3 separate regions of the Mus musculus genome follow, and regions 1 and 3 are each linked to region 2. A link is a contact called in public ChIA-PET data. All regions are on one chromosome and are shown on one strand. Each heading gives the region's core, a stretch centred on a gene start, on an enhancer-like site or on the middle of the called end of the contact. The rest is flanking DNA. Distances are from core to core; before and after follow the strand shown.

Region 1 (3,575 bases), core at 1,005-3,504, 390 kb before region 2:
ACAAAAGGGTAGATACTTACTGGAGGCATCTTCTGTCAGGTTTTCTTTATCCTCAGAATCTAGCCGACGTCTTTTGGAAATCATTTTGACTAACGTCTTCTGCCACTTATATTACTTCCTTAAAAAAACACCCAGGAGTTGGAAATTTAGCTCAGTGATATACACACTGCTTACCTCCACCACCAAAAGAACCAGCATAATCGGAGACTAGGAGTCATTCTAAAAACTATTCTCTCTACAAGCAGAGGGTTTGAGTCTTCACATTAACGCTGTCCAAACCACCCAAATGCTGAGCACATTTCAACTCCTACAACTGGCCAAGTTGCTTCTTTCACCAGGCTACTTCTCTGTTGCTAAAGGAGAAAGCCCATAACTCGTCTTCTGAGACTCAAGACCATCACCTAAGCTGCTCTCTAACAGGTTACTTCAGTACTGTGTCATGGTGGTGCTAAGGACTGAAGGTATAAGACAAGACAAACATCAAACATTGCAAAACAAGACAGACATCATTCCAGCGTGCAGGAGGCGTACAGCATTACAAGGTCTTAATGTATTGAACTACGTCTGTGTGACTGCAATCGAAGAGAAGCCAGGGAATTGAGTGAGAGCTTATGAGGACCGTTAGTCTACCTGTAGGTGGAGCAGTGAAGAAAAGCAGGAACAATTTTTCTGAACACGTTTTCCGTTTCAACATCATAGCTTTGTGTGTGCTAGGACAGTCATTTTTATTTTTAAAATATCTAAATCTTAGGTGTATGATGATTTGCCTGTGCATACGACTGTGGACCATGTACACACTGGATGCCTGCATAGGCCAGAAGAGAGTATTAGAGCCCCCAGAAGTGAAGTTACAGATAGTTATGAGCCACTATGTGGGTGCTGGGAAAGGAGCCGAGATTCTCTGCAGAGCAGCAAGTGTTCTTAACCACTGAGCTATTTTTCTAGTACGTATTTATTTTTAAGACAGGATTCCACCATGTAAATTGGACTGGCTGGTCTACATAGTTACCAGTTACATTCTAGGCCAGCTTCAGATATACAGTGAGGCCCTATCTCAATAACCAACAAACAAACAACCTTGTCTTATATGCTCTAATTATAATCTACATATTTCTCACATGCTAACTTAAGAAAGATACCATTACTAGTCTCCTAATCAGGGGAAGGGCTGAGGTTCTAACTCTAAAAAGTCTGGTTCCAGAATCTGTACTCCTTGTTTTGTTCATTTATTTTTGGTTCTTAGACAGGCCAGAATCTGTGGGTTTTGTCTTACTTTCAACTTCTAGGGTCTTGTGTAGCTGTTTGGTCTTGAACTCATACATAGCCAAAGGCAACTTCTCCTGCCTCCACCTCCTAAAAGCCAAGACTATGGGCTATTATTATTATTACTGTTTTTTATTTGGTTGGTTTTGTTTTTTTGTTTTGCTTTCTTTTGTTTGAGACAGGGTTTCTCTCACTCTGAGGACTGGCTGACCTTGATCGAACTCAGAGATCCAACTTCCTCTGTCTCTCAAGTGACACCACCACCCAGCTTCTCTCTCTCTCTCTTTATTTTTCTGTGTATACAATGTTCTGTCTGCACATCAGAAAAGGGTATCAGATTTCATTATACATGGTTATGAGCCACCATGTGGTTAAGGGGAATTGAACTCAGGACCTTTGGAGAAGCAGCCAGTGCTCTTAACCTCCAAACCATCTCTCCAGACTAGGGCAATGGTTTCTATTAAGGATTAACGTTCCTGGGCTGGTGAGACAGCTCTGGGATTAAGAGCGTTTACTGCTCTTGCAGAGGACCCAGGTTCAGTTCCCATTCAAACATGCGGCTCAAAACTGCCTGTAACTCCAGTTCTAGGGAATCCTGCGCCCCTTCGGGTTCCTATATGCATGTGGTGCACATAAACACAGAAGGTCAAATCATACATATACATTAAATAAGTCTTGCCAAAAAAAAAAAAAAAAAAGCCTCAAAAACTAAAAACAGGTTCAAATTTCTTATTATACGAGATTTCTTATTATGCGTTTCCTACAATAATATGTAATCACTGACAGCCACTTTTCAGAGGGAAACACTAGAACAAGTCAGGGCCGTCTGACTTCGGAGAGATACCATCTCGCTCCCAGGAAAGCCTAAAAAGCCACTAACCTGGGGACCCGCCAGTTGCTTCCCTTCGTTTTCGACTTTCCCGCTAGAAGAACGGCGCTCTGACGCCATCAAAGCCGCGCCGTGGCGTGACGTTACTCGCCCGCACCGGAAGTTGACGGCCTGGCGGCCCAGCTGGAAACAGTGCGCGGAGAAAGCTAGGCTGCCCCAGATTCCACGCCAGCCAGACTGAGGGGCGGGTGAAGGCCCGGAGCCGAAAGCCGGGAGGAACCCAACTCCTCCCGACCCGCAGCGAACTCTCAGCGAAGATGGCGGGGCCCGAGCTGCTGCTTGACTCCAACATCCGCCTCTGGGTGGTCCTGCCCATCGTTATCATCACTTTCTTCGTGGGCATGATCCGCCACTACGTGTCAATCCTACTGCAGAGCGACAAGAAGCTCACCCAGGAACAAGTGTCTGACAGGTCAGTACCCTCACCCTATCCTGCTGACCTCACTCCCGGGTGACCTTGGTCAAGAAAGTGCAGGGATTGATTGTATCACTTTAACTGAGTTTTCATCGCGCCCCTACGGGTTGACCTTGGCGGTTAGCTGTGTTTCATTTTTGTCAGTAAAATGGGAATAATCTCAGTACCTACCTAATAGAGAGAGCAGGCATGTAGATGTTAGATTGGATGATACCTAAAAGCCTTTAGCCCAGGGCCTTGCATGTACTAAGTGTTTAAGAAAACGTTCTTAATATTGTTAGGCTAGTTGCCAACCGTCAGTGAGGTTCTCTCTGAACTATCCTGCTCCATTCCGTTATTAAGAGTACCCACTGAGAGTCAGATGCAATATTCCCTTGAGTCCTGCTAACATCCAGGCAAGTGAATTTCATAATCTACACTACCAAAGAACTGTAGTGATCTGCTGAGATGCTAAGGTATAAAGTGCCTCCAAAGCTTGGAGACTACCACAGAGACGTGTGAGGAGTTGCGATGGACCATTCCACCTGCCTCCTCTCCTCACTTGCCTTCTTACAGTGCTTTTCTGTGGGAGACAGAACTTTGACATAACTTCAGCCACTTCACATTAAAATCAGTAACAGTTTTCAATCACTTATTCTAGTCATTTTCAGAGACTAGCTGAAGACAGTGCTGCTGGTTCCTTGACTTGTCCAGATCACATAGGAATCACTTTAATGAAGAGAAACGTTTCAAACGTTTCTGCAGAGAACAGAAAACAAAAACCAAAACAAAACAAAAACCTCATTTTGCCGGGCGTGGTGGCACACACCTTTAATCCCAGCACTTGGGAGGCAGAGGCAGGTGGATTTCTGAGTTCAAGGCCAGCCTGGTCTACAGAGTGAGTTCCAGGACAGCCAGAGCTATACAGAGGAACCCTGTCTCGAAAAACCAAAAAAAAAGAAGAAGAAGAAAAAAAAAAAAAAAACCTCATTTTATCGTATTTAAAAGTTACTTTCTTTTTGTGGCAAG
Region 2 (3,446 bases), core at 297-2,796:
AGAAAGGTCTTAAGTTGCTGGCTTCTGATGTTATATATTATTAAATTAGTTTCAATGGAAGGTGTAAGGGAAGGTGGAGAAAAGCAGGAGGTAGTTGAAAAGCCAAGCATGGTAAATTACTCACTAGGAGAATAGCATTAAAGGTTGCAACGAATCCATTCCTTATTTACTTGTACCTTGGATTATGTTTCTCATGCAACATTCTGTCTGTTCAATTCCGTGTCCTCTGCTGTCTATCAATCTATCAAAGAACTGCTAAAGCCTACCGCCAAAAAGCATATCAAAGGCTGAAATGCACCAGTGATAAAACCGACCCATTACTGCTTATCTGTATCGCTTAACACCAACATTCCCTTAACTAGACAGATCAGTTATCAAAGCCTTTCTAATATTGAATCTTTAGCAACCCAAGACAGAGCAATCTATACTTTCCCAACAAGATGGACTCACAATACTCAGGAAGTTAACAATAAACTAGTGGAATATAATCTTTTCAGTTTCATGATGATCTACAGAATATCCTACTGACTGAGAATTTGGTGATTAGTCAGGGAGTAGGGCCCTAATTATTTTGGAAAGTGAGACTAAAGGCCAGTTAATTTTGAAAAGGTACAGAGAAAAAAAGCTCCATGTAGATTTATAGGGTTAATAATTAATTACATGTCTAAAGCTTATTATAACTGCTAACACTGAAATCATGATTTTGGATCTTTAGGGTAGGAGGGTTTCTTAGCAAAGTACTGAAATTGGTATCCTAAGAGGTATAAATCACTGCACACAAACTGTATCCCAGCCTCTGCACAAGAGAAGGTTTGTAACCCAGAGCTTGGGCTTAAGCTTCCTTACATACTTACACCCAACTAGGCACTCCAGAGGAAATGAAGGAAAGCCAGAGAACGCTGGATTCCCTAAAGGAAGCTGCTCATCTGTCACCCAAAGCCCAGACACCCAGCCGTGTGAGCTGTCAGTTTAACCCCAATTATACATTGCTGACATGATACTGAGACAGTGTCGACCAACTCCAGTTTCCTTGTTAACAGGAGGATGTTATTCATGACTTTCTCTAACAATGCTCTCATGCACATAGAATCTACATCCTCTGAAGATTCTCTTTAATGAAACTCTTCAGCCATTCCTTCTCCCAAATGACAACAAAAGCAACCCCACAACATAAAAACAGCTACTCATTTCCCCACGGTCCTGTGCAGTCAGTTTTTATATAAGATCCACTCTATTTGCTGTGAATGAGAGGCCACCCTCCAGTCCAGCCCCCTCACCCCCCAATTCAGGACCACCCTTGTGCACTCACTCTCAGCCTGCATGTGATTGAGATGGTATGGTAACTACCTCTGGTGACAGGGGCTTAGGCCTATGTGCAGGGGAACCCTCAGGGGAGGAGATGTTCTAGAGGAGGAAAAAGTATCTTGTTATTTATCTTCTCAGAGTCAAGAAGCAAAACAGAAAGTAACGATAAGCATGGCTGTTTGCCACACTTTTTAGGGAGGGATTTGGTGGTGAGGATGGTTAATGTTTATGCATATGGTAAATGTTTAACTGCAGAACTCACTTCCACAAAGTGGTTAGTTCAGCTAAATGCTTCCTGGTACCTTAGAAAGGACTTATAATGTTTCATGCTATCAATGAACACCTCAATTAGAACTCAGGAAAGAATTAGGTGAATCATTTTAGAGGGCTCACAGTGTTTCTTATGGTGGGGCACAACCTACTCCTTATTCTTCCTAGAGGAACTCTGTTTCTTCACCCCATACTTCCTCTGATTATAATCTTTCTTTTCTTTATTCTCTTACTAGCTTTAGGGGTATACCTGTGAACTATGATCAGTTCCTCTCAAGTGACTGTTATACACCTGCACACATCTAACAGAGTTAAAAATCCATTGTACTTACTGGATCACAAAACAAACAAAGCACCCTCCCACCCCAATACCATGTATATGTGTATTTTTTCTGTGACTTTCATAGGACAGAACATTTTGCTGAGGTAATACCTCTCTAACACATGGGAACTGGAGAGTGAGCTCTTGAGGTGATGGTGTGAAGGGTAACATGAAAGTGATGATAGCAGCTATGACAAGGACTCTGTACCAGGCACTGGGGAAAAGGGAAAGTTCTCAATATACAGACTATCAACAACTGAGGCCCAGAAAACAGACGTGGGCTATGCTATGCTAGGATATATAAATGGAGCTGCTTCAGCAAAACAAGGTGGATAGCAATGTTTTAGAATGGGGAGGGTGCTGGGTGTACAAAGCACAGGGCTCTTGTTTTCCTTCTTCTAGATTCTTTCCCCTCCTTCTCTGTGACTGTGTACCTCATCCCCTCAGTTCTAGATATGAACACGCTTCTTATTCAAGGTTTTTCCTTTCCACTTGGAGCTGGTTTTACTCCTGACACTTATTGATATTTCACTGCTACTTTATTTTTCACAAATTTTTAAAAATACTATTTTTACTTTAGGTGTACAAGTGGTTTGCCTTCCTGTGTGCCTGTGTAAAACATGCACACAATGCCAGGAAATGTCAGAAGAGGGCATTAAATCCCTAGAGACTAGAGTAACAGATAGCTGTGAGGAACCATATGGGTGTTATGGGAATTAAAAATTGGGTTCTCTGAAAGAATGGCCAGTGCTCTTAATGGCAGTCATCACTCTAGCCTGCATTTTAATATTTTTTTTTTAGCTTTTTTTGGTTTTGTTTTGGTTTTTTGAGACAGGGTTTCTCTGTGTAGCCCTGGCTGGCCTTGAACTCAGAAATCCACCTGTCTCTGCCTCCCGAGTGCTGGAATTAAAGGTGTGCGCCACCACGCCCAGCTCTTTTTAACGTTTAACAGACAAGTTTATTTCAACATTTTCTTCTTTCAAATAATAATTTTATGTTTAAAAAACAATATGGAAATAAAATTTGTATTATATCATCTTTCAATATATTCTTTCCTTTTAAAAGACAGGGTCTTGCTAATGTAGCTCAGAGTGGGCTCAAACTTTTGGTGTCTTCAAATAATAGATGTATACCCAAAGCACCCAACCCCCTGCTATAGTTTCTGATGAAAAAAAGGTTGCAAACCAACCCTTCTGTACTCAAAAACAGGAAAGAGCCTTGCTATCAGAATGATGGTATGACTGGTAGGATGGCAAAGCTGTTTTTATGAGAATGGTGACGTTGCATTATTAAATTAGTACTTTATAATCATGTATTTAAAATTTTCGCTACTTTCTTTCCTTCCTGATAATCTTTTAAAAATTATTTTATTTTTGCATTTTTATGTATATATATGTATGTATGTGTGTGTGTGTATATATATTTATTTATTTATTTTATACCTGCATATAAGTGTCTGTGCACAATGTGTCTGGTACCTATGGAAGCTAGAAGAGGGCATCGGATCCCTGGAACTGGAGTTAGAGGGTTATGAGCCACCATGTGGGTG
Region 3 (3,456 bases), core at 178-2,677, 350 kb before region 2:
ACCCTTTTAATGTTGTTATTATTTCAGATGAAGCCGAGGATTGGCCGGGTCGCCCACAAAGCCACCCTCCAGCACCCCCTGTCCAGGCCCCCTCGACATCTCGGCGTGGTCTCGTTAGAGTCACCACACAGAGAGCTCTGGGCCAGCCACTCCCTCCGGAGCCCTCAGCCAGCTCCATAGTCCCCATCCCAGCTTCTAGCCCCCCAGCCAATGCCACCGCACCTCCCCTGCGTTGGGGACCCCTTCGGCGGGTGCTGAGTTTCTCCTGGGAGCTTCATGTGTATGGGGTGGGGGTGCTTTTCCTGCTTCCAGCATTATTGGCATTGGTCACAGTGGCAGCCGCCCTAGCGGGACCCCGATTAGCACTAGTGGCTGCCGCGCTGGTATTGGTGGCTTCAGGGCTGCGATCTGCCTACATGCTCACGGATCCTTATGGCTCTCAGGCGCGACTGGGAGTACGTGCAGGTCTGGTGCTATACAACTTGCCCTTCCCCTTGCTACTCACTGCACTGGCAGCACTCACCCTGCTGGGCTTGGGTGCTGGTCTGCCACAGCCTCTGCAGAAGCCGCTGCTGCTGGGAATTGTGGCACCGGTGCATGGCACATGTTTGCTGGCTACAGACCTGTTCTCCACCAGCCCTGTGCTCAACCTTCTAACACAAGGCTTATCTTGCGCCTGGGGCGCCTCAGTGGCTCTGGGCACACTCTGCCTGTGCCGTCGACGCCTGCTGGAAGGCCCTCGGGGCTGGGATGCCAGTCCAGGGCCCCGGCTGTTGGCTGTGGCGGGCTCACTGGGGCTGTTGGCCAGTGGTCTGCAGTTGGCGGCCTCTCTCTGGCTGTACCCAGGGCCTGGCCGGGAGGGTCGCTTCTCCTGGGCTTGGTGGGGCGTGCACTTCTGGCTGCGCCTGCTGGAATTGACCTGGGCACTGGCCCTGGCGCTAGCTGCCCTGGCTGCCACTCGTCCCAGGCCGCCCACGGAGCACGCTTGCTGGGCTAAGCTGCTGCGTCTGGCGTGCCCCGCGCCTACAGGGAAGAGCGAAGTTCCCGAGAGACCCAATAACTGCTATGCGGGGCCCAGTGGCCTGGGCACAGGCGGCCTGGACATCAGCAAAAGTCTCATCCGCAACGCTGCTGGGGAAGCTGGGCTTCCTGTCACTCCTGGTTCTGGACCCTGGGGTTCGGCTGCATCGCTGGGTCGCGGTCGTCCAGGTGGCCAGAGGATGTCCCGGGGCAGTGTGGGGCCCGCACCGTCGCTGAGCGAGCTGGATCTGCGGCCACCGTCACCTATCAATTTGAGCCGCAGCATCGACGCCGCGCTCTTCCGGGAGCACTTGGTTCGAGAGAGTGTGTTCCAACGCTGTGGTCTCCGTGGCTTGGCCTCCTCGCCGACAGGGGGCGCCCTGCGGCCTCGCCGCGGCAGCCAGCCCGATGCCGAGCTCGACGGCGCGGGCACATCATTGCTCCGAGGCCGCTGCCGCTCGCTCACCGAGGTGTGCTTGCGCACGTCGCTCCCGCAGCACGTGATGGAGCCGCCCGTCGGCGCGGCGGCCGCGGGGACTTCGGGCAGCTCCCTGGACAGTTTCTCCAAGGGCTCGCTGAAGATCAGCTGGAACCCGTGGCGTCACGGGCTGTCATCCGTGGACAGCCTGCCCCTAGATGAACTGCCCAGCACCGTGCAGCTGCTGCCACCACCTACCCCAGTCCCTGCTCCTGCCCGGGCGGGGGAGCCTCAGGGCGAGGGCCAGTCGCGTTGCAAGTCCAGCGAGTCTCACAGCGCCTCTAGTGACACTATAGAGCTCTAAGCACCTACGGAGAGAACCTGTACCCTCTCCTCAATGTCCACAAGAAGAGGCTGAGCCAAGACAGTTGAGCATTTGAAAAATTGGCCCTCCCGGGCCTCCACCAGACTGCAGCTCCCGGGTACAGCCGGGCTTGAATTTACCCAACTCGTTTTTTGTTTTTGTTTTTTTAATATCTCTATTTTTTTCAGCAGATATTTTGCACAGAGGCCGTGAGTTACACGGAACACAGGGTGGATGTGCATGGATTTGATCATGGGGGCCAGGGGCCAGGTACCCCTGACCCTCTCAGTGTGGAGAGATGCACCTCACTTGTCCAGACTGACTGTCCTCTTTGTGCCAAAGAAATAAAAACCCTTCCGATTGGGCTCATGCCTCGCTCTGGTCAAGCCAGGGTCTCTCCTCACAGCAGAGACCTCTGGCTTTGGTAGGTACAGCCACCCCTATCTCACTAAAAACCCGTCTGTTGTGGAGTCCCCACCTCCTGCAAACCCCATATAAGGCCTAATCGGAAAGTATCCTGCCCACTTCCGGAAATGAGAACAGCTGGGGTTCAACCCAGGAAGACCGACTCCTAAGCTGGTTCCTCTGTCATCTTTCCCCTTCCTCCATTTCTTGCTGGTTTTTATTTAAAAACATTGTTTTTTGTAGATTTATTTTATGTGTATGAATGTTTTGCCTGCATGTCTATGTGCACCATGTGTGTGCTTGGTACCCAAGGTCAGAGACTGAGTCCAGTCCCTTAGGACTGGAGGCTGGATGGCTGTGAGGCACTGCATGGGTGCGGGGAATTGAACCTGGAGTCTCTCTGCAAGGGCAGCAACTGCTCCTAACAGCCTCCCTGTCTCCCCAGCCCCTTTCCAGCACTTCTCTAACATGGCAGCCCATGATTCCCCAGGGCTGTAGAAAACTTCACTTTAGTGGCAGTGGTGGGTTGTTAAGACTGAAGCTTTTCCCATTTTCAAGACCGTCCTTTATTTCCTGAGATGAATAAATAAGTCGATGGCTAGGGCGTGGGCGGTGAATACACAGCTGGAGCTGGCAGCATGCACCTGGCAAGGGGCCTATGGGGGCCCACCCCTGAGGGGACACCTCTCATCCGGGTCAGGGGCCAAAGCCCACCTGCAACCTCCCTGGGGAGAAACTGTCTTGGGATTCATACACGGTGAGGCCTGCCAGTGTCCTAGGCTAGGATCTCGTGGCATCTGCTTCAGGACCTCTTTTTCAACCCCCTGGGGCCACTGGGGTCCTGGGCTGCTCAGTAAGGCAGGTAAAAGGGTGTTTACCCCAGTCTCAAAGAGAAACTATGCTGTCCCAGGTATCCATAGGGAGAGAGAAATAACCTCTAGGAGCAGCCTGGGTGGGAGGAAATCCTGTGAGTGGCGGCAGGGATTATCTACCCTTGATGAAGCCCTCCAGCACACGGTCACTCCGCTCTGACAACCAGTACCCAGTCATGGCTGCCACAGCTCCAATGAAGATGGCAGTGAACACCAAGTCACCCTTGGCAGCAAGCGTGGCCAGCGCACAGATGATTACACCAAAGAACATCTGCTGCAGAACCACCATTTCATCCTCCGTCATCTCCGCAAAGAAGCCCGCCGACTCTGCAGAGGAGGTGCGCCTGTCACTGCCTCCTTCCTGGCAGTTCCCGGAG

What was found. ChIA-PET counts read pairs in DNA pulled down with a chosen protein or histone mark.
Region 1: an RNA polymerase II ChIA-PET map of memory CD8 T cells shows a contact between it and region 2, with 12 read pairs. The contact joins the promoter of Emc3 here to the enhancer-like site in region 2. A contact is called at or near these places in 5 of 39 promoter capture datasets (the C10 cell line, cranial neural crest, embryonic stem cells and 2 more), 1 of 484 Hi-C or Micro-C datasets (the THB-7 cell line), 2 of 115 datasets of contacts at active chromatin or transcription factors (bone marrow-derived macrophages and memory CD8 T cells) and 1 of 9 other capture datasets (embryonic stem cells).
Region 3: an RNA polymerase II ChIA-PET map of memory CD8 T cells shows a contact between it and region 2, with 8 read pairs. The contact joins two enhancer-like sites. A contact is called at or near these places in 1 of 39 promoter capture datasets (the C10 cell line), 2 of 115 datasets of contacts at active chromatin or transcription factors (memory CD8 T cells and pancreatic cancer cells) and 1 of 9 other capture datasets (adipose tissue).

The regions. Positions count from the first base shown.
Region 1 is chr6:113,530,317-113,533,891 of GRCm38.p6, reverse strand. Emc3 (ER membrane protein complex subunit 3) reads left to right here and starts at 2,254. Exons shown (of 8, transcript NM_175101.3): 1 at 2,254-2,564. The coding sequence starts at 2,410. It overlaps Fancd2 (Fanconi anemia, complementation group D2), which reads right to left and starts at 2,210. Exons shown (of 44, transcript NM_001033244.3): 1 at 2,144-2,210; 2 at 21-118. The coding sequence starts at 84.
Region 2 is chr6:113,139,976-113,143,421 of GRCm38.p6, reverse strand. The region is part of intron 17 of Setd5 (SET domain containing 5); the gene reads right to left. Among named protein-coding and RNA genes, the nearest start is that of Lhfpl4, 54 kb to the left of the region's middle. Within about 2 kb of position 1,546, at least 27 of the 459 cell types and tissues checked have an H3K27ac peak or open chromatin away from gene starts, as enhancers often do. A contact at or near this core is called in memory CD8 T cells, where this site is marked.
Region 3 is chr6:113,492,637-113,496,092 of GRCm38.p6, reverse strand. Prrt3 (proline-rich transmembrane protein 3) reads left to right here. Exons shown (of 4, transcript NM_001289700.1): 4 at 28-2,454. The coding sequence ends at 1,802. It overlaps Creld1 (cysteine-rich with EGF-like domains 1), which reads right to left. Exons shown (of 10, transcript NM_133930.2): 10 at 2,750-3,406. The coding sequence ends at 3,192. Among named protein-coding and RNA genes, the nearest start is that of Prrt3, 7.6 kb to the left of the region's middle. Within about 2 kb of position 1,427, at least 235 of the 459 cell types and tissues checked have an H3K27ac peak or open chromatin away from gene starts, as enhancers often do. A contact at or near this core is called in memory CD8 T cells, where this site is marked.